7 separate regions of the Mus musculus genome follow, and regions 1, 2, 3, 4, 5 and 6 are each linked to region 7. Evidence: chromatin contacts called from public Hi-C, Micro-C, promoter capture Hi-C and targeted proximity ligation data. All regions are on one chromosome and are shown on one strand. The core of a region is the stretch at or near the end of the contact, and the rest is flanking DNA. Distances in the headings are between cores, read along the strand shown.

Region 1 (2,700 bases), core at 115-2,614, 780 kb after region 7:
TCTGTAGTATTCTTATGTAAGGTCTCATAAGTAGCTTATTTAAAAAGTAGACCAATAGCCGGGTGTGGTGGCGCACGCCTTTAATCCCAGCACTTGGGAGGCAGAGGCAGGTGGATTTCTGAGTTCGAGGCCAGTCTGGTCTACAGAGTGAGTGCCAGGACAGCCAGGTCTACACAGAGAAACCCTGTCTCTGAAAGATCCTGACAAAATATAAAATATAAAAGGTCACAGAAGCCCTGAAATTGGCAAAATAGATTTCATTGTTAGCAGAACTAGCTTCACTGATTTAGATAAATAGAGGTGCACAATGCTCTGGCCGCTCCTTGAACCCGTGTGTCTGCCAATGTTCTGGCCTGTTCCTTGAACCCAGGTGTGTGTCCACTGCTGCACCTCACTGCCAAGTGTTTGTGATATTGGTTGCTAAGATAGAGTCAGAAAATCTCCCCAGCAACCACAGCCGGGCCAATCCAGAGTTGCTACACCTGCACCAGACTCTTTCCTTGTACCCCTCCCATACCCATTTCCTGAGAATAGACATTGTTTAGATCCCTTCTCCTTTCCCCCCTGAGGGCCTATAAAAACTGGGACTTCTTTCCCCTCGAGGTCGACTCCTCTACCCCTGCGTGGGATATGAGTCGTCCCCAGAGCTCTGGTTTTCCCCAAATAAAGCCTCATGTGGTTTGCATCAAGCTTGGTCTCTCGTGAGTTCTTGGGGGTACACTATTGTCCTGAGGCCCGAGCAAGGGGCTCCTTTCAGAGTCTTTCATTTCAGAAAAAAAAAAAAAAAAGTAGACCAATGACTGTCCAGGCCTTGGGCTCTGTTCTTTGTTGTAACCTTACAGAATAAACTCTCACGTATTCATTCATCTTCTCTCTCTCTCTCTCTCTCTCTCTCTCTCTCTCTCTCTCTCTCTCTCTCTCTGTCCCTCCTGCTCTCTTAAAGTAGCTTCCCTTTCCTCTCTCTTCTCATGAGAGCTGGACATATCCTATTCTGTCAAATCTTTTTCTGATTTGTCTGCCACTCAATTAGACATCACTTTCAAACATGGTATGTCTTTCTTCAAAGTAACTTTACTTTCATTGTCTGGGAAGAAGAAGCTCTCAGGAAATAAATTAGATCAGAAAAATAGGTAATAGTCTTCCATTTCCTCCCCTGGGACATGTGCAGGATCTATTTGGTCAGATAAGGAAACTTCTGAAAAGTCCCTCCTTAATATGAAGGCCTTTAACCCTGGCGCTCTCATTTTGAAATATTCACTATGGACAAAAAAAAAGAGTGGGGGGTGACACTTCCTGAACTCTGCACTTTCTTCCCCTGCCACAGAAGGACAGTGCAGAAGTCTACAGCCAGGTTGAAATATGTGCTGTGCTGTTTACAGAAGGGCAGTATGAGGTAATGGCTTGCACACTGCTGTGTGGCTGCGGTGGTAGGGGTGGGATCAGTGTCTCCACCTCAAAATGATAGACCTGGAGCAGACGGCAGATGGCTTCAGAAGAGTCTCCCAAGACAAATTCAGCTCCACGGAAATCAAATTTTAATTTCCGGGTTGAGAGACGAGCCCCATGCTCTGTGTCCACTAGGGGGCAGTAACTTTCTGTTTTCAGATCTGAAGCCCTTTAACTGACAAGACTTAACTCACTTCGGTGGGGAGGATTAAGGAGCCTCACTTGGCTTCCCTCCTTCACCAAGCTACTCTATAATTCAGCCTCCTAAGTCATAGTGGTCTGGAGCAGTAGGTCTCGACCTTTCTAGTGCCACCACCCTTTAACACAGATCCTCATGTCCTGGTGAACCAACCGTAAAGTTTGTCCAGACTTCATAACTGTAATTTTGCTACTGTTATGAATCATAATGTAAATATCTGATATGCAACCCTGAGAAAGGGTCTCTCGACCCTCCTAGAGATCATGACCCATAGATTGAAACCCATTGATCTGGAGTACTAAGGAGGAAAATAAGTGTCCTGTTGTTAGCAAGTGGGGCCTGAATGTTCCCAGACTTGTTTTTGGGATCCCCTCACTACCCTAATAATGTCAACTTGATAATGGTTGACCTGTCCCCCCTAAAGACTACACAGCTTCATAACTGAAACTGACGCTTTGTAACAGAGCAAGCAGCCAAGAGAGCTGGGTGGCTACTTTCTAGCGCATGAAAATTCAGTAATGTGCGCAGAAATGGCCGTTGTCAAAGTCAGTTTTCTTAGCAGTACAGTAAGAGGAAGCTCCTAAGAATCTGAGGGTCTGGTCTTGGTGGGTACAATCCAGAGCCATCTACTCCCTTGTGTGGGTACTAACATGCAGATGAGCTGGCAGCAACCCTGTAATATCAGAGCTAGATCATGCAAAACCCTAATCAGAATAAGAGTCCACTAAATTTCATGAAATCTGTTATCTCAATTGAATCTAAGCTAAGTTCCTTAAAATTCTGGTTTGGGGGCTGAAGAGACAGCTCAGCGGTTAAGAGCATTGGCTGCTCTTCCAGAGGTCCTGAGTTCAATTCTCAGCAACCACATGGTGGCTCACAACCGTCTGTAATGGGATCCAGTGCCCTCTTCTGGTGTGTCTGAAGAGAGTGACAGTGTACTCACATATATTAAATAAATAAACAAACAAGTAAAAAAATTTTTTTAATTCCAGTTTGGTGAACTTTGGATTTTTTTAGAGCAGGAAAATTTATTAAAATGTTGTATCTATATTTAG
Region 2 (2,700 bases), core at 168-2,667, 730 kb after region 7:
AGGTTAGCAGATGGAAGTGTGCCAAGGAGATGTTAGTGATCCCCCAAAACACAGACAGGAGCCAATCTGGTGCAACTCACAGCAGGGTCTTTATTCTTTTTGAGCTAACTCAACTCCCTTTACCCGCCCCTCCCCCAATGCACCACCATCATGCATGATGGTTTGGGGTTGGGGGAGCCCTGAATGTCTATTGGGGCAAGGCTTTATAGTAAGCAATAAGCAGGGAGTACATATGCAAGCATCTAATTGGAAAGCTCCTGTGACCTTTAACATAATTGACTGGTGCTGGGAGTCATATCATAAACTTAATTTCTGTTCCCCTCTGCATTGGTGGTCATTAGGCAGGGGGTGGGCTTATAACCTGGGGGTGTAGATTTGTTGGGGGAATAACCTGGAGACACTGGTCTTGTTGAGGGTGTAGCCTGGAACCTCTGGTCATGTTAGAGATTAGCCTAGAGACTGGAGCTAGGCTGGGGTTTTGGGGGAAGCAACTTGGGAGACTAATGCTACGTACCAGCCTGTTAGTTTACCTGAGTTCAAACTTAGGTCAGTTTCTCTAAAATGAAATCTGAACTTAAACGATTTGGGATCTCAGAGGCAGTAAGCATCAAAGACAACAATTACTTCAGGAGAATAAAAGTTACATTTACAGCCTATGGTTGTTAGTCCCATTGAAGGAGAGTAAAGACCATTCTCAAACTCTTTGGACAAATTACTCAAGCTTTATTTTCTGCCAGACAGGGCAATTTCCCTAGAGTGAGGTTTGAGAAAAATAGTGTTGAACACAAAAGATGAGGTTTATATTAGCCCCAAAACTGCAAGGCCGGAGGAGTTTCAAGGGTTGGAGGATTTCCAGAGGAATTCTAGTTATGTAGAAACTTGAACATTTCAAAATCATTTTACAGAACATTTTATCAGAGTAGTGGTCAGGGTATAGAGTGTAGAGCATGGAAAATATCATAAAATGAAGGGAGTCCTGGTCAAACCCAAGTTTTACAGAAAATAGGAATTAATTTATTTTGACCTTGTAATAAGATGACTACTAATCTTAAGATAATCACCCTGGCCCAACACAGCCTTATCACCCCACATAGAAAAACTCTACTTAAACTATATGTACGTATACACGTACATTTATGTATGTATTTTAAAGAAACAATGTTTCCCTGTGCCTTGTTCAATTATCCTTGGTAGCTTTTTTTTTAATTCCTCTTTCCTCCCTCTTACTCTATATTGCCCCCCACTAATTAATTAAAAGTTTCCCTGCCCTGTTTTTCCCATTTCCCCTTCAAAGCACCTGTATTAGGGTTCTAAAAAGAAACAGAACTGAATGCACACACACACACTCACACTCACTCACTTGCAGAGACAAATTTATTGGAATGTCTACCCAGGCTGTAGTCTGACTATTCCAAAAATGACTGACTCCTAACTGGGGAATCTAATAACTGTTCAGTCTGTGAGGCTGGATGTCTCAGCTGGTCTTCAGTACATGCCAGAACCAAAGAAACAGGCTCTGATTCCAGTGAAGAAGTGAACTTCCCAGTGAGAGGACAAGTAGGCAAAGAACAAGCTCTTCCTTCTATGGCCTCTATTTAGGCTGCCACCAGAACCTGTAGCACAGATTTAAAGGTGTGGCCTCCTACCTCAAATGATCCAATCAAGAAAAATCTCTCGGGCTGGTGAGATGGCTCAGCGGGTAAGAGCACCCGACTGCTCTTCCGAAGGTCCGAAGTTCAAATCCCAGCAACCACATGGTGGCTCACAACCATCCGTAATGAGATCTGACGCCCTCTTCTGGAGGGTCTGAAGACAGCTACAGTGTACTTACATGTAATAAATAAATAAATAAATCTTAAAAAAAAAAGAAAAAAAAACAAGAAAAATCTCTCGCAGTTATACATACTCAGCAGCTTGGGTTTTAGCTAATTCCAGATGTATGCCATCAAGCTGACAACCAAGAATAGCCATCACAACATCCAACATCTTACTATCCCTGTCTCCCTTGCCCTACATGGTCCCTTTTCACTTCCCTGGTTTCTGTAGCTACTCCAGGTTATATGCTCACATCTGCAGATTCAAAGCTAAAATCCACAAATAAGAAAGTGATTCACTTTTTGGGTCTGAGTTCCCTCACTAAATATAACATTTTCTAGTTCCATCCATTTAACAATATAATTCCAAACAGCATTAGTGGGGTATTGCAAATATTAGGATAAATTCCCAGATTCTTTGTGGAATGCCATCACATTGAAGTTCAATCTTTATAAGTAGGTTCATTTTAAGAAACACTACTCATAGCCAGGTGTGGTGGCGCACGCCTTTAATCCCAGCACTTGGGAGGCAGAGGCAGGCGGATTTCTGAGTTCGAGGCCAGCCTGGTCTACAAAGTGAGTTCAGGACAACCAGGACTATACAGAGAAACCCTGTCTCGAAAAAACCAAAAAAATAAATAAATAAACATCATGAATTTTGTAGGCAAATGGATGAAACTAGAAAATATCCTGAGTGAGGTAACTAGACCCAAAAGAACATGCATGGTATGTATTCACTGATAAGTGGATATTAGCCAAAAAGTACAGAATGCCCAACTGTAAGAAGTGTGACAAGCAGAAATGTCCAAGTGAGGTGGCTTCAATCCTACTCAGAAGGGAGAAGAAAATAATCACAGGTGGCTGAAGGAGGGAGAGACCTGAGTGG
Region 3 (2,700 bases), core at 182-2,681, 910 kb after region 7:
CATGTTCAGAAAAGAATTCTGGAAGTTTCCCAAATGTAAGACTGGACTGTGACACCCTCCTCACTCTCCATGGAGGCAGTGTGTACGTAGGCTGCCCCTGATGTCACCTCTCCTCATCTCACAGGTCCCAGGTATCTAACCAACATTCTTTAGAGTATTGCTCGCCTCTGCTTTCCTCCTTGTCCTGTGTATTTAGGCCTGTAATAGTTGCATCTGGAGTGAATGCTTTCAGCCTTTTTTAGTCTTATTGTTCCCTAAACAATGCAGTGAACAATTATTTATAGAGCATTTACATCACATTAGACATTATTAAGAATTCAGAGCTGACTTAAAGTGTATGAGGGGATATGTGAAGGTTACATGCATATACTGGTTTTTTGTAGGCAAGAAACACAGGTTGGTTTTGTTATCCACAGGGGTGCCTTAGAGGTCAGGTCACCTACAAATCCTTAGGTAGACCAAGAGGAAATGTTTGCACATTGGAAAAAATACACTTTAAGGTTCTGAAAAGATTTGCTCCCAACAAACAGGTCTGCCTCACCTTTCTGCCCTGAGTCACACTAGGGTGGTGTGCGGGAGTCTGTTTTAACTAGCCCTCAAGGAAATTCTGATGGACCTTCAAGTTTGCCAGTTGTGAAAGCTTTTAACTTTTAAGGAACTGATGTCTGTCTCAAAGAAACATCGTACAATTGGGAACGTAGTTACACTCTCAAGAGGATTTGAATTTAATAAGTCAAAAATGTGACACCATGAATGGGGAGAACTGGGAGGTGGTGACAAGCAAGCCACCCATTGCAGACTGGACCATTCTTTCATCTCCTGAACGGCAGACCTCCACGCAGCAGTGTCCTCTGCTCCTCCTCCAGTGGCCAACCTGGGCATCCCCAATCCTGCGTACAGCCAGGAGGAGAGGCCATCTGCTCCTGCAGATTGCTTTAGATGGCTTCCTCGCGTGGATATTGAGGGTTTACTGGGGGATGAGGTCCATTGTTTGGTGGCTGTTGACAGTCACCCCAAGGTAGTGTCCTCATTTCTAGCTACCTGGGATGCCTGGTTAAAGACCGGTGACGTCCCTAACTACATTTCTCAGCCTTTCAGGGCTCAGACTTGGGCTCATTTCGGGCCCCTGCGGGTGTGCCTGGGCGCAGCGGCCTGCAGGACTCCCGTGCGCGCTGGGTCCCCATCCCCCGCCTTCTCAGTTGAGCCGAGAGTCCGAGAAACTGGGGGGGGGGGGGGGCAGTGCCCCGGGGGCAGTGCCGGGCGTGGTGGCCCCAGGCCCTCGAGGGTGGGGCAAGCCCCTTCGCGACACCGCCCTCCCCGGGCAGCCAATAGATGTGGAGGCGCCGCGCCTGGATTGGAGCGAGAGCGGGACTGGCCAGCGCGGGGGCCGGGACGAGGGGCGGGCGAGGCGAGCGCTGTCAGCGCGGTTATAAGGGAGGGAAAAGTTCCCTGCGCGGAGAGCCGGGCAGGCGCACGCTCTTACGGCGGCCGCAGCGGCAGGGCGGGGCCGGTGGGGCGGGCGGAGGAAGACCCCTGATTGCCACCTCGCCTCCCTCAGTGTCTCTCTTAGACCTTGGTCACGTACCGGGGTCCGGAGGACTTGTGTACAGCGGCAATGGGCGGTGTCGGGGAGCCCGGAGGGGGACCCGGGCCGCGGGAGGGGCCCGCACCGCTGGGGGCGCCCCTACCCATCTTCCGCTGGGAGCAGATCCGCCAGCATGACCTACCAGGCGACAAGTGGCTGGTCATCGAGCGCCGTGTCTACGACATCAGCCGCTGGGCACAGCGGCACCCAGGGGGTAGCCGCCTCATCGGCCACCACGGTGCGGAGGACGCCACGGTAAGCTAACCCACAGCCGGCGGGGTGGAGCCTGGCACTAGCGGTGGAGAGGGAGACGTTGTTCATAGGCTTGGCGTCTCATTCCACCTGCGGACCTTAGCATCCTTTTTGCTCTTTCTGACCTTTGACCCCTTCCCTGGCTCCAGAGTTGAGATGGAGCCTGAGGGAAGGAGGTCTCTTTCTTTCACGGAGGATGGGCTGTTTGGGTCAGTCTGTGGAATAAATAGATCTCAGGGAAGAATGGGCCCCCAGAGGTGGGTGTGCCGTGAGGGGCAGATTCTGCCCCAGGTAAGTACCCTCACTGTTGTACTGAGGGTTTCTTTTCTGCTCTGAGTGTCACAGACTATTTTCTGGTGCTTCCAAGAGCCTGGGGCAGGGCTGGGTCCCTAGCGATAGGGACGTGCCATCAGAAACTGGGGGCTGGGCAGCAGAGCTTGGGCAGGGCCTGGAGGTCTGTGGCTTATCCAGCACTTGTGTAGACTGTTCTGAGGGCCAGTGACTCACCTCTGCTGGGCTGGCAGCTACACGTGGGAAGACTTTGCCAGGCTGGGTGGGCCTCCACGGGAAGCACAGTCACCCCAGTCACCGACTAGCCCCTGGGGACTCTGGCTTCCCATTCTCAGTCCGTGTCTAGACAAGAAGGGATGGAACTGGCCTGAAGGACTATCTGGCTAGAGCCCAGTGGTGAAGCAATTTCCCAGACCCTTCCTCCTTCAGTCCCACTCCATGGACAAAGGTTGAGGCCATGGTGCTCTGCCCTCGACTATCCAAAATTGTAGGTTAGTCACATTGGGTACCCGGAAGGTCTTTAAGACTGGAGGGAATGATTCTCTAGTGGAAGAACTTGGTGGCAGCAGAGG
Region 4 (2,700 bases), core at 8-2,507, 970 kb after region 7:
TCTGCTTTCAGCCCACCAAGAAAGGTGCCAAGAAAGGTCTGGCTTTCCTCTTTGACTTTGTTTCTCCTCTTACCCACCTGACTACACAATCACTTTATGGTTGGGGGTGGGGCCAGGCACGGTATGGGGTACTGTGCAATATAGGATAGCCTCCGTTCCACAGAGGTCTCAGAGACTTCAACAACCTCCATGAGTGCAAGAGGGGAAGGGTGATCCTGGCAGGATCTAAAAACAGAGGGCCATTGAGTTGAATGTCCGATAGTAACCCCAGAGGCAGATGGACCTGTTGCCAAGCCAGTCTTAGATTCACCTTCTAGATCCCCTGCGGACCTGAATTTTGCAAAATCCAGCCCGTTCGCCTTCCACCAATTCCCCACCAGGATTTCCCAGAAGGCTGGCACTTGGAGTGAGTCGGGATAATCCTCGGGAGCGTGGGAATCTGAACTACTAGGAAGTCTCTGTCGGGCAGCCATTGTGGACCTTCTTAGACAGGAGTCCAAGCAGGAGCGAGTCCTGGCCAGGAACCAGCTTTCCTTCTCCGCCCCCTGGTCTGGCAGGAGAGTCCCACATATGGCTGCCCGCTCTCAGGCTCCTCTCCCCGGCGCCCAAGGGTGGCCATCTTCCACTTGGGGAGCGCCGAACACGAAGGCTGGAGCGCCCCCTTTGGAGAGTCCCAGGCTCCGGCTGGAACAGCGCGCAGTATGCGCTGTGAACATGCACCGGGCACAGTTTACCACTGATGGGACTTCCACAGAGGTGCTAAGGCCTGGCGTCCAAAAGGCTCGGCCAAAGTCTGCCCAGTTGACCCAGAGGAGAACGATTCCAGGAGGGAGGTGAGGGCAGTTGGTACACTTTCTTTCCCTGCTGAACGTCCTGCGCTCCTTTAAGAACCGGGGATCTGTTTGGCGCCCAGGGACCCCGGGCTCCTGACACCAGCCTGCAGCAGACAAGAGTGGCTGGCACCCCCAGACTCTTACCGTAGCATCTTCTCCCGAATAGTGTCCGATGACACGGTGGCCCCCCGGGTGCCGCTGGGACCATTTGGTAACGTTGTAGACCTTGCGGTCGATGACGAGCCACCGGTCGGTGCGCAGGTTGTGCTTCTGAATCTCCTCCCAACGGAAGGTGGGCATCGGAGCCTGGCGCTCGGTGCTCCCCTCTCCCTGGTTACCTCCCTTCCCCATGCTGCCAGTCTACCCGGATGCCCCGTGCGCTACGGCCTCCGGGCGCCCGCGGCTCGCAACACCGACGGTCCCTCTCCTGGCCGCAGTGTGCGGTCGGCGCCCTCCTCGCTTTCGGCTTTTGTCTTCTACTCCTCCTCCCACCGTGCCTCCTCCCCTCGCTTTCGCTCCTCCTCGCCTTCACTAGCTAGCCAGTACCCCTGCCTTCCCTCAGGAGTACCCCTGGCTTCCCAGTGCCCCCAAGCGGTCCCCTTCCTCCGCCCACCCTAGGCCCGCCTGCTGTGGACTTTTGCCTCCGGTGAAAACTCCAGGATAGCTCAGGGCCTCGCTGCCTCCTCCCCCCACCCCTCTGGCTCCCCCCGTTCCCGGCTCCGCATCCTCCCGAGTTCCCCGCCACCCGGGTTTCCACAGTGATCAGCAGAGCGCCTGCACCAATCAGGGCTCGTCGCCCCGCCTGCCATTGGCCCAGGAGGATCTTTCGAAGGCCAGCGGGCTGGAGCGGCGGGTCCGCGGCTTCCCCCTCCCTCGCGCCCGCCCGCATGGAGTTAAGCCCTGCTGGGCGGTCGGCGACGTGTCTGACCTCCTCCTCCTCCCTTCGCTGCCTGGAGCCGGGGAAGCGGGAGTAGATCTCTGAGAAGCTGGGAGGGGAGAGCGGGGGGCGGGGGGGGGGGCGGGGGCGGCAGCTGGGCTTTTCTTTGCGCGCTTCAGAGCGCCAACGCGCTCGGCCGGGGATTTGCACCTGATGCTCGCACAAAGGAGGCGCAGCGGTTATGGTGAACAACGCTCGGCCTCCGGCTAAACAAGGCCCCCTCCTGGGCTGTCATGACTAGGTGATATTTCTGCCTGGCTAGATGGGACTCAAGTCTCCTGTATCTCACATTGTCTAAGAGATCCATATTGTTTATTGCTTTCCTGAAACCTTCCTAGAGAAAGGAGCCAGGAGTGGGTCTCTGTTTAACCAGGGCTCTGAATCCTTTCAACTTGGTCATCTTGGAAAAGAACGGTGGAATCTCTGCTTTCTTCCTCGTGCTAAGTGCCGCGGGAGTGGCTTCTGGGGAGGGTGCCAGGATAAACTGGACACCTTTCTTGTCTTCGACTGAGAAAGAGTTCACAAGCCTGGTTGGGAAACATGAAAGCAATAAAAGCCCGCGATTGATTTGACAGTAGTACACCACTTGCAGGCAAGAGAGACACTGATACCAAGGGAGTATAGTAGGAAGAAAGGCCCTATTCGCTAAAGTCTCACCACAATCCTATGATATTGTTATAGCTAACTTCAAAATGAAGAGTCTGAGGGTAAGAGAGATAAAATGGTCAAGACATACATGCTTAGCTAGTGGCCCTGTTTGGCCTCTTCCATGACCCTTTCAAGACTTTGGGCTCCCTAGCTCCACATGACACTGGTCCAAAGGAAGTACCTGGTGCAGGGGGTAATACATTCCCATAGTCCCTCCCATCGTATACTCCTCTCATTCTGTCCTGGCATCCATCAGGAGCAGCCTTTCTTCATTCCACAAAC
Region 5 (2,700 bases), core at 32-2,531, 880 kb after region 7:
CTTTTTGAGACAGAGTTTTTCTGTGTAACAGTCCTAGCTGTCCTGGAACTCACATTGTAGAGCAGGCTGGCCTTGAACTCAGAGATCTTGCCTGTCTTTGCCTCCAGAATGCTGGGATTAAAGGTGTGTGCCACCACACCCTGGCTTTTCTGTTTTGAAAAGAGCCACTATTAGTTGGTGAAGATGGGTCCTAGGCAAGTCAAGGTTCTGGCAGTAGAGGTCCTTTAAAGCAGGTCTCCCATTCTCCTACCATTTACCATACTGGAATTCCATAAGCCAAGCGTGTGGTCGTAGTCACTGAGGGAGCTGAGGAGAAAGTATTAGTTCAGCCCAGAAGCTGGAGACCAATCTAGGTGGTACATGACCAACACCCTCAGAGAAGAGGGGGCTAAGGGAAAGGAGAGAGGGAGGCTGGGGTTCCAGCCTGGAGAATTTCTTCGTTTCACGTGGTCCTTAGCAGTTCAGAAGGGGCGGCTGTTGTGTAGATGGATGAGTGAAATGTGTTCTTACAAGCCCAGGGAGCACTGTAGACGCTGCCTGTGGGAGCTGGTCTAGCAGTACTCAAGGAGAGGTTGACTATGGGCTCTACTTATTGGATCCTGATCTGAGGCTGAACTTCATTCAGGTCAGTGGTTAGAGCCAGGATAAAAGGAGGGCATAGGAACTGAGGGACAGGTGACTAAGCTTTTTACAAATCTTTTTTTAAGTACCTGGGACAGACAGGTGCTAGCGAAGTTGGCAGAGACGTCTCCTGTGCTTAGGATGGCTTGAAAGGCAGGGACGAACAGAGTATTCAGAGATGCAAGAGGAGGGACCTGGAAGTAGAGCTGGTAAGATTGGGCCAAGGTAGCGCTCTCTTAGCTTAAACTGCTCAACGAATGATAACTTGTTCAGGGTCTGCCCCGCCCCCTTCCCAGAAGCCCAGTGTCAATCAGGGATTGATGCCATCTAAGAGCTCCAGAGACCGGTAACAGGGCTAGAAGTCTGAATGAGGGTACAGGAGCTGTTTGTCCACTTTGAGTGACAATCTGAGCGAGAAACAGAGCTGAGACCACCCCCGAGAGCCATTGTAGGTTCTCAAACAAGGGTGGACCAAAAGTGCAAGGCAGAAAGTGATAGGGAAAGGCGGAGGCCAGCTCTGGATGCAAGATGATGGAACCAGTCCCGTTCACTCTGGCGGGTCATTGTCCCCAGGCAGCAAGAGGGACAGGGCTGGGCCGGCAAAGGGGCGGGACCGGGCACGTGGCCTGGGGCCCGCCTCTCAGACACGTGACCCGCCCAGGGCAGGGGAAGGGCTCCGGTGGGGCGGAGCCGCAAACCCAGGGCGGCCAGCGGGACAGACTGGCGGTGGAGCGATTGACAGGCGGCAGGGCAGCTCTGGGGCCCCCGGCAGAGTTGGCGGCGCGCGAGGACGCGGCTACGGCGGAGACGCTGGGATGTGGAGCGGGTAGGTCCCTGCACGCCGGTGGCTCTGCGCTCCGTCTGGGCCGTGCTGGCCTCCTGGGATGGGTGAACAGGGGCTCACTGCTGTTGTTTGCACCCCACTTGGGAGATAATCTGTACTCTCAGCCCTGCCTGCAGCAGCGAGGTGCATTGTAGCATGAGGACACACTGCAGCCCGAGAGCTGAAAGGACCTTGGCAGGACCGATCTGAGTTGCCCCAGGGTGAGAAGGGTGACCCCCTCCAACTCCTAGCTCCAGTGGAGTGCATGAGAGAAGTGGTAGTGGGGGTGGTGCATAGTAGTATGCATACCTCAAAAGTAAATCTGGGGCACGTATTTAAAGGAGAGCACACCCATGAACTCTGGAGAAGCAGTGCAGTTGAGAAAGCTAGCTGTGTCTCTCCAAGGTCCATCCCTAGCTAGTTGACTAGAACCTTCTGATTCAAGATGTGAGGTGGGTGGTACCTTCCCACAGTCTGGAGGGAGATAGGCACAGACCCTGAGTCCTGGGTGAACCCCTTTCCCACCCCTCATCCTCACTTCCATCTGTTAGGGCCATCGGTTCTTGAAGCTGACTCCTGTTCTTGGCCAGTCTAATAGGAGGAGACCTTGCTCCCTGTTCACATAGGTTGATGTTCTTTCTTGTCTAAATAGACAAACGCCTCCTCCTTCCAGGACTGCAAAGACTAGGTCTTGCGGTTGTTCCTGCTAAGGACTGTTTCAGGATAGGCAGAGGATAGGCGGAAGGAGGAGAGCCCTGGGGAGGGGAACAGGTGAGATCTATTTACTCTCACGGACCCCAGCTGATTGGAGTCGAAATGCTAGGGGAACCATGCAGCTTCGACACGGCCAGGGCACTAGAACTGAGCTCCTGTGGGGTGTGGGCTGGCTTGATCTTTTAGAGGGAGCAGAAGTCAGCCTGTGTTTCTTGGAGAGTTGCTCCAGGGAAGGAGGCTAGCTAGGCTTGGGAAGTGTTTTGGGTGGGTTCCTGGTGCCTGCCTCTGGTGGAGGCAATTGTGCTTGGAGGAATGCATGTGCCTGGGGCTGTGTGTTTGAGGAGCAGCCTGGTCTGAAGGAAGCTGTGAGCCTTTCTGCTGGGTGGACCGAGACAATTGCTGTATGGCCCTCAGGGTAACAACACCCCCTTCTCTGGGTTGGAGCCAGCTTGAGCACTTTGGGGGAGGAGGAGGGTCAGAGGAGATGTCAGGTGTCCTGTCTCTCTCTGTATTCCCAGGTCTCTCACTGAACCTGGAACTTG
Region 6 (2,700 bases), core at 170-2,669, 520 kb before region 7:
TGACCTCAAAAGGGGGAGGCCTCCTGAAACCGGTTGTGGAACTCTTTGCTGGAGAAAAATTATTGAGCCATAGTTCTCGTGGCAATCTATCTGTTTTGTTTTCTCTTATTCCTTTTTTTTTTTTTTCCTTTTGAGACAGGGTTTCTCTGTGCAGCCCTGGCTGTCCTGGAACTCACTCTTATTCCTTTTCTTATTTACATGTTCCTGGTAGCCTAGGCTAAGATCTTAAGCAAGAATAATGGGTAAGAAACCATCCCTTAAGATGGGGTCACTACGAACTTATCCTGGGGAAAACCAATGCTTTTCTTTTTAAGTCATTTACAAAACTATTATGATAGATAATAACTTTCCCAACAATAACATTTCATATGGCTACACATGTGCCATCAAAGGTGAATTTTGGTATATGGTAAAGAAAGCCTTAATTAGAAAGAATTAAAATAGTTTAAATTTATGCATTGAAGATCTATAAAAAAAATCAGGCATTAGATGTTAAATAATAATTGACCATATGGGGCTGGAGAGTTAGCTCAGCGGCTAAGAGCACTGACAATAAAGATTTATTAACCTGCTCTTGGAAATATGTCACTAGCCTTGGATGACTGCCCCACTGAACACATCCTTTTAGAATTATTATATTTTGATTATTTATATTAATAATGATGTTACCTGTTCTGTTTGTAATTTACTGAATACATAGCTCCAGAGTTGTAATGCTTGGATGATTTTTGTGTTTTCCTGTGCCAAATGATTTTTGTTGGTATTTGTGATTGTTTCACTTGATACAGTTTCTAAGAGATGTAATGTTTGGGTTTTTAATGTATAAAATCCCCTGCTTGAGAGCTGCAAAATACACTCAGATTCAAACTGCCTCTGTGTTTGTTTCTGTTTGTCACCGCTGAATCCTTACCCACCTAGCTTCAAGGACCCTCATTCCAGGGACCCCCCCACCCGATGGGGTGGTCCGTAGCAAAAAAGAATACACTACTCCCAGTCAGATCAGTTTCAAATCAGTGTATAATTTTAAATATAAACATGGCCTGTTCAATATCAGGGCTACACTTTTTTAAAAAAATTAACCATCAATATGACATTCAGGTTCAACAGGACTTGCTATGTTTTCTCTGGTGTTATACCAGAAGACAGACTATGGTATCCACAGAAACCCTTCAGAAGGCCACCACATTTCCCAGAGCACAGACTGCCCAATAGAAAAAAGACAGGAGGTCCCACCTTTCCCCTTCTGCATCTGTTGCCCAAATGGCCTCCCTTGGTGAGTCCACTCACTCCCAGTCTCATCCATCCTCCCTTGCCCTTCATTCCCAATTGGAGAAATTCCACTGACACAAGGAATACTCACAGGGTTAATCCTTCTGACACCAAGTCACACTTTAACTCATTGTCATCAGGACAAAGATTAAACGCTGCCTGCGTAAGAGTCAGGGCTCCAGCAGACCCTGAAAGCTGAGCTGTCCAGACCCCCGAAGTGAAGAAAAGAGGCGAGGGCAAGGGAGGGCCAGAACCAGGGGAGAGAGAAAGGAGGGGCAGCCCACCAGCCCGCTGTCTCGCCACAGAACCGGCTCAGCTCCAACTCCAGGAGTCACTCAGCTGCAGAGGCAGTGGCAGCCCTACTCCTCAGGCAAAGGGCAGCAGACAGACAGACAGAGGTCCTAGGACTGGAGGTCCTCAGGCATTGACCACTCAGCCTGGCCCAGCCCCATGGCCTTCAATGACCTCCTGAAACAGGTGGGGGGTGTCGGACGCTTCCAGCTGATCCAGGTCACCATGGTGGTTGCTCCCCTACTGCTGATGGCTTCCCACAACACCCTGCAGAACTTCACTGCTGCTATCCCCGCTCACCACTGCCGCCCACCTGCTAATGCCAACCTCAGCAAAGATGGAGGTCTGGAGGCCTGGCTGCCCCTGGACAAGCAAGGACGACCCGAATCTTGCCTCCGCTTTCCTTTCCCGCACAATGGCACAGAGGCCAATGGCACCGGAGTCACAGAGCCCTGCCTTGATGGCTGGGTCTATGACAACAGCACCTTCCCTTCAACCATCGTGACTGAGGTAAGAATTTTGGGGCTTTCTCTCCATGTGACACTATTTCACCTCCTACACAGACAAAGGGGAAGACACACACACATACACACACACACACACACACAGAGTCAAAGTTTCTCAGGGGCCAAGATCAGAAGATGAAATTAAAACATTCAAGAGAATGGTATTTGTAGAAAGGGTGGATGCGGAAGGTGATGAGTGCTGTAAGTGATCTTACCTCTCAGGAACTGTGAGACAAACAGCAAAAAGAATCATTACTGAAAGAGGGTGACATGGACCCTGGAGGCCTTCCTAGAGGAGGTTGAAGGGTTTCCCTGCATCGTGCTCTTCTCTGTTCAACCCTGGCTTACCTCTCCCCACAGTGGAACCTTGTGTGCTCTCATCGGGCCTTCCGCCAGCTGGCCCAGTCCCTGTTCATGGTGGGAGTGTTACTGGGAGCCATGATGTTTGGCTACCTGGCGGACAGGTCAGTCCTGGGTAAGCCAAAGAGCTGGGCTAAACTGGGATTGGGGGCCCCTGGCTGGTTTTAAGGCAAGAGTGGCTGGCATAAGTGCAAGACTCAGGATTCTTCTTAGGTCCTCAGAAGACTGCAGCCTGGGGCATCACCCTAGGCAGCTACTCCTCTCCTGTGTAGCT
Region 7 (2,700 bases), core at 9-2,508:
GATTCTCCCAGCATCTGTTTCAAGATTTTTGAGCTTAATTTGGGGGAGGCAGAGAAAACACACAGATGCAGAGGGGTAGAGGGAGGGAATGTACACACAGGTCTCAAAGCCGAAATGGCTACATTTTATGGTATGTAGAGTCTACCTCAAGACCCACAAATACCAAAAGTCTACACCTGTAAAGCCAGCACTTGGAAGGCTGAGGCTTGAAGATGGTTTCAGGCTATGGAGGGCTCTCCAACAAGATGCCTGGCTTTTAGTATTGAATTCTTAGGGGGCAGGCTATATAAAAGGCGAATTAACAGACTTAAAAAAAATTCTCAAAACAAGTTGCTTAGTGCAAAATGAGGAAATTCAGCACTGCATCTTGCTCTAGAGTATTATTTGACCACAAAGCCAGTCAGACTGAAGGATACCGCGTCGGTGTGGACAGGAACTTGCTCCGATTTGGCATTATTCACCTGGCAAGCATAATTTACCTGCGTTGAACTCTGGGTCGTTTTCCAGGACAGTCACGGCTCCTTCCACAGCATCTACCGCGCTCCCTCCCGCCTTGAGGATTTTGTAGCCCTCGGTTGCCGCTCTGGCGATGCCCTCGCGCACCAGCTCTTTCCGGTTGGCTGAGATGTTGCTTGCTCCGCCACCATGGACTACCACCACGAGACTCACATCGATGGAGGCTAGGCATCAGGAAGAGGCGAGTGTCATTTTGTACCGGTCCAAGGGAACCAACTCAAGTGAGCAGCAGCGTCAAAGTTGTTTCCGTTCAGTGTCGTCCGTCCCCCCCCCCCCCCCCCCCCCGCTCAGTGAGAGTTTTGTTACAAAACCCCAAAGCGACCCAAGCCTCCCAGCATTCCTCCCCATGCTCTCCCACTCCGACCTGGCAGGGGCATCTGTGGCTCAGAAAGCCTGGTGTCAAGACTCCGAGCCTGCGCTTGTGCCACAGCGCTACCCCTCAGCCTCAGTTTCCCCAGAGAACACCAGCCTCTATTTCGGCGCCAGTACTGAGGTCGCATGTATCAGAGCTCCAGCCCTCCTCCCAGGAATCTCTCTGTGCCTCAGTTTCCCGGGGTCCGTGCTCTCTGTTCCAGTTCACTCCACCTAGGGTCCGGGGTACCCTGAGGACTGGACTTCCCCACGTCCTTCGGACCTGAGCTCCTCGTCTCTGGTAAATCCTACATTTTTGTTCTTGTTTCTTTTCCCATACCTCGGACTGGCGGCGCCACGGTGCCGCGGGCGCACGCCATGATGTCAAACTGGCCAAGCCACCAGGCAGCAAACCGCTCCGCCTGCAACCGCTCTGCAGGCAACGGTTCCGCGCTTGCGCACGAGGGTGGGGGCCCGGGGCGCTGCTGAGTTACCGTAAAGCCCCGGGGTCCCTAGCGCTGCGCACCAGCCTTCCGGGACTCCAGATCTAGAATAACATTGCTTTTCTACTTCCCTAGTAGCACGCGGGACCCTTTGTCTCCTTTGCCTTGAAATTATCGCATGCTCTTAAGTCTTGCTAGTTAGAATGCTACATTAAAACCTTTTCCCTTTAAGTTCCCCATCTTAATCTTTCGGAAGAGAAGAAAATAAAGTATACCTCTGCCTCTAATTTGACAGATTCTGTTCATTAGACACTCTGAGAGCCCAGAAATCCCAGCTCCTCTCCTCCTCTAAGTCTAGGGATGCCAGCTCTAAATCCTTTCATCTCTCAGTGCCCTCTTTTTGTTGACATTTCTTCTTTCCTTGCTTCCAGCAGTTGTGGCGGCAGGGGTAGAAGACCAAACACTTCGTATTCACCAAAGGGATCCTAGAGTCTAGTTTTGTTCTGATAGTCAAAGAGGGAGAACAGATGCCAGTGACATCTACAGGTTTCTGTAGCAGTGACACCTAGGAAGAATGCCCTGCTTTATTATGTAAAGCAATTTTACTTGAATTATGAGTTTGTTTTTTTCTCACAACCTTTGTTTTCTAATTTTAAATTTACTGAAGCAATATTTTATTTTCGTTATCAATCGCTTTGTACTGTTTATTGGCTAGATGAGTTGGTGTCAAAGATAGACTTTCATTTTGCAAGTCCTTCTCTCTTTAAGGTGGGGCAACCCAGGCTCATATGTTAATGAAAAGGGCTGACCTTGTGTAAGACTTCCCAACCATTACTTCTGTAGACCTCAATAAACCTCAATAAAGATGGCTTCAAATGGTCAGGACCCGGTGGGTAAGTGCCAATTTTCCTAATATTTTTTCTTGTTTCCATCTTACCACCAACTAGAGAAAAGTTGTATCTGATTCCCCTAACCATCACAAAGGGCCATCTTTTCTAGTTAGTCTATCCCTAGCTTCCCTAGGCCAAGAGCATCCAAACAGGACACAGCCTGTTTCCCCATAGAGCCCTTTCCTACCCGTTTGCCTGCTTCTGAGTCTCTACCAAAACCAGTGGCTGGTTGGTTCCTTTGCATTAGCAAGGTTTGAGTAGATTTGTCTTGTCCTCATTGGGGTGGGTTTCATTTATTGTGTTTATTTGCTACATAATTAGAGATTTCTGCTTGAAGAAAGATCATATGCAAAAGAGATGTTGGAGAAGGGACCAGCCTTTGATTCTGGAAACCAGAGCATCAGGTCTGGTATTACCCAGTCTTGGTTGCCTGTCCACCTCCTTCCACAGTATTCTATGCTTTCCCACTAGTGATATCTTCACCCCTTTCTCTTTCTTCG

What was found. Promoter capture Hi-C pulls out the DNA fragments that hold promoters and counts their contacts. A called contact is a pair of places that touch in the nucleus more often than the background predicts. Capture Hi-C pulls out chosen DNA fragments and counts their contacts.
Region 1: a targeted proximity ligation map of the SCID.adh cell line shows a contact between it and region 7, with 11 times the contacts expected there. A contact is called at or near these places in 12 of 39 promoter capture datasets (the C10 cell line, the HPC-7 cell line, HPC-7-derived erythroid cells and 7 more), 3 of 484 Hi-C or Micro-C datasets (embryonic stem cells, myocytes and nephron progenitors), 4 of 130 datasets of targeted methods (the 230-238 cell line, the SCID.adh cell line, astrocytes and 1 more) and 3 of 9 other capture datasets (adipose tissue, embryonic stem cells and liver).
Region 2: a promoter capture Hi-C map of cranial neural crest shows a contact between it and region 7. A contact is called at or near these places in 16 of 39 promoter capture datasets (the 3T3-L1 cell line, the C10 cell line, the HPC-7 cell line and 12 more), 2 of 484 Hi-C or Micro-C datasets (the G1E-ER4 cell line and large pre-B cells), 5 of 130 datasets of targeted methods (the 230-238 cell line, embryonic limb bud and embryonic stem cells) and 4 of 9 other capture datasets (adipose tissue, embryonic stem cells, liver and 1 more).
Region 3: a Hi-C map of pro-B cells shows a contact between it and region 7, with 6 times the contacts expected there. A contact is called at or near these places in 9 of 39 promoter capture datasets (the C10 cell line, the HPC-7 cell line, cranial neural crest and 3 more), 6 of 484 Hi-C or Micro-C datasets (the G1E-ER4 cell line, cortical neurons, embryonic stem cells and 2 more), 2 of 130 datasets of targeted methods (astrocytes and pancreatic cancer cells) and 1 of 9 other capture datasets (embryonic stem cells).
Region 4: a contact with region 7 is called in a promoter capture Hi-C map of pre-B cells. A contact is called at or near these places in 5 of 39 promoter capture datasets (the C10 cell line, the HPC-7 cell line, cranial neural crest and 2 more) and 5 of 130 datasets of targeted methods (T-cell acute lymphoblastic leukemia, astrocytes, large pre-B cells and 2 more).
Region 5: a Micro-C map of embryonic stem cells shows a contact between it and region 7, with 5 times the contacts expected there. A contact is called at or near these places in 2 of 39 promoter capture datasets (the C10 cell line and hippocampal neurons), 1 of 484 Hi-C or Micro-C datasets (embryonic stem cells), 2 of 130 datasets of targeted methods (the NIH/3T3 cell line and astrocytes) and 2 of 9 other capture datasets (embryonic stem cells and pancreatic islet).
Region 6: a promoter capture Hi-C map of liver shows a contact between it and region 7, with 2.6 times the contacts expected there. A contact is called at or near these places in 3 of 39 promoter capture datasets (the 3T3-L1 cell line, cranial neural crest and embryonic stem cells) and 4 of 9 other capture datasets (adipose tissue, embryonic stem cells, liver and 1 more).

The regions. Positions count from the first base shown.
Region 1 is chr19:9,910,022-9,912,721 of GRCm38.p6, forward strand. No RefSeq gene overlaps it. Among named protein-coding and RNA genes, the nearest start is that of Gm50340, 12 kb to the left of the region's middle.
Region 2 is chr19:9,864,219-9,866,918 of GRCm38.p6, forward strand. No RefSeq gene overlaps it. Among named protein-coding and RNA genes, the nearest start is that of Scgb2a2, 18 kb to the left of the region's middle.
Region 3 is chr19:10,040,117-10,042,816 of GRCm38.p6, forward strand. It overlaps Fads3 (fatty acid desaturase 3), which reads left to right and starts at 1,432. Exons shown (of 12, transcript NM_021890.3): 1 at 1,432-1,840. The coding sequence starts at 1,616.
Region 4 is chr19:10,100,246-10,102,945 of GRCm38.p6, forward strand. It overlaps Fads2 (fatty acid desaturase 2), which reads right to left and starts at 1,258. Exons shown (of 12, transcript NM_019699.2): 1 at 978-1,258. The coding sequence starts at 1,184.
Region 5 is chr19:10,016,913-10,019,612 of GRCm38.p6, forward strand. It overlaps Rab3il1 (RAB3A interacting protein (rabin3)-like 1), which reads left to right and starts at 1,282. Exons shown (of 10, transcript NM_144538.3): 1 at 1,282-1,447. The coding sequence starts at 1,437.
Region 6 is chr19:8,616,577-8,619,276 of GRCm38.p6, forward strand. Slc22a6 (solute carrier family 22 (organic anion transporter), member 6) reads left to right here and starts at 1,420. Exons shown (of 10, transcript NM_008766.3): 1 at 1,420-2,070; 2 at 2,427-2,530. The coding sequence starts at 1,720. All of the region lies in intron 1 of Gm36394 (a long non-coding RNA gene), which reads right to left.
Region 7 is chr19:9,134,308-9,137,007 of GRCm38.p6, forward strand. It overlaps Asrgl1 (asparaginase like 1), which reads right to left and starts at 1,259. Exons shown (of 7, transcript NM_025610.3): 1 at 1,208-1,259; 2 at 480-680. The coding sequence starts at 1,247.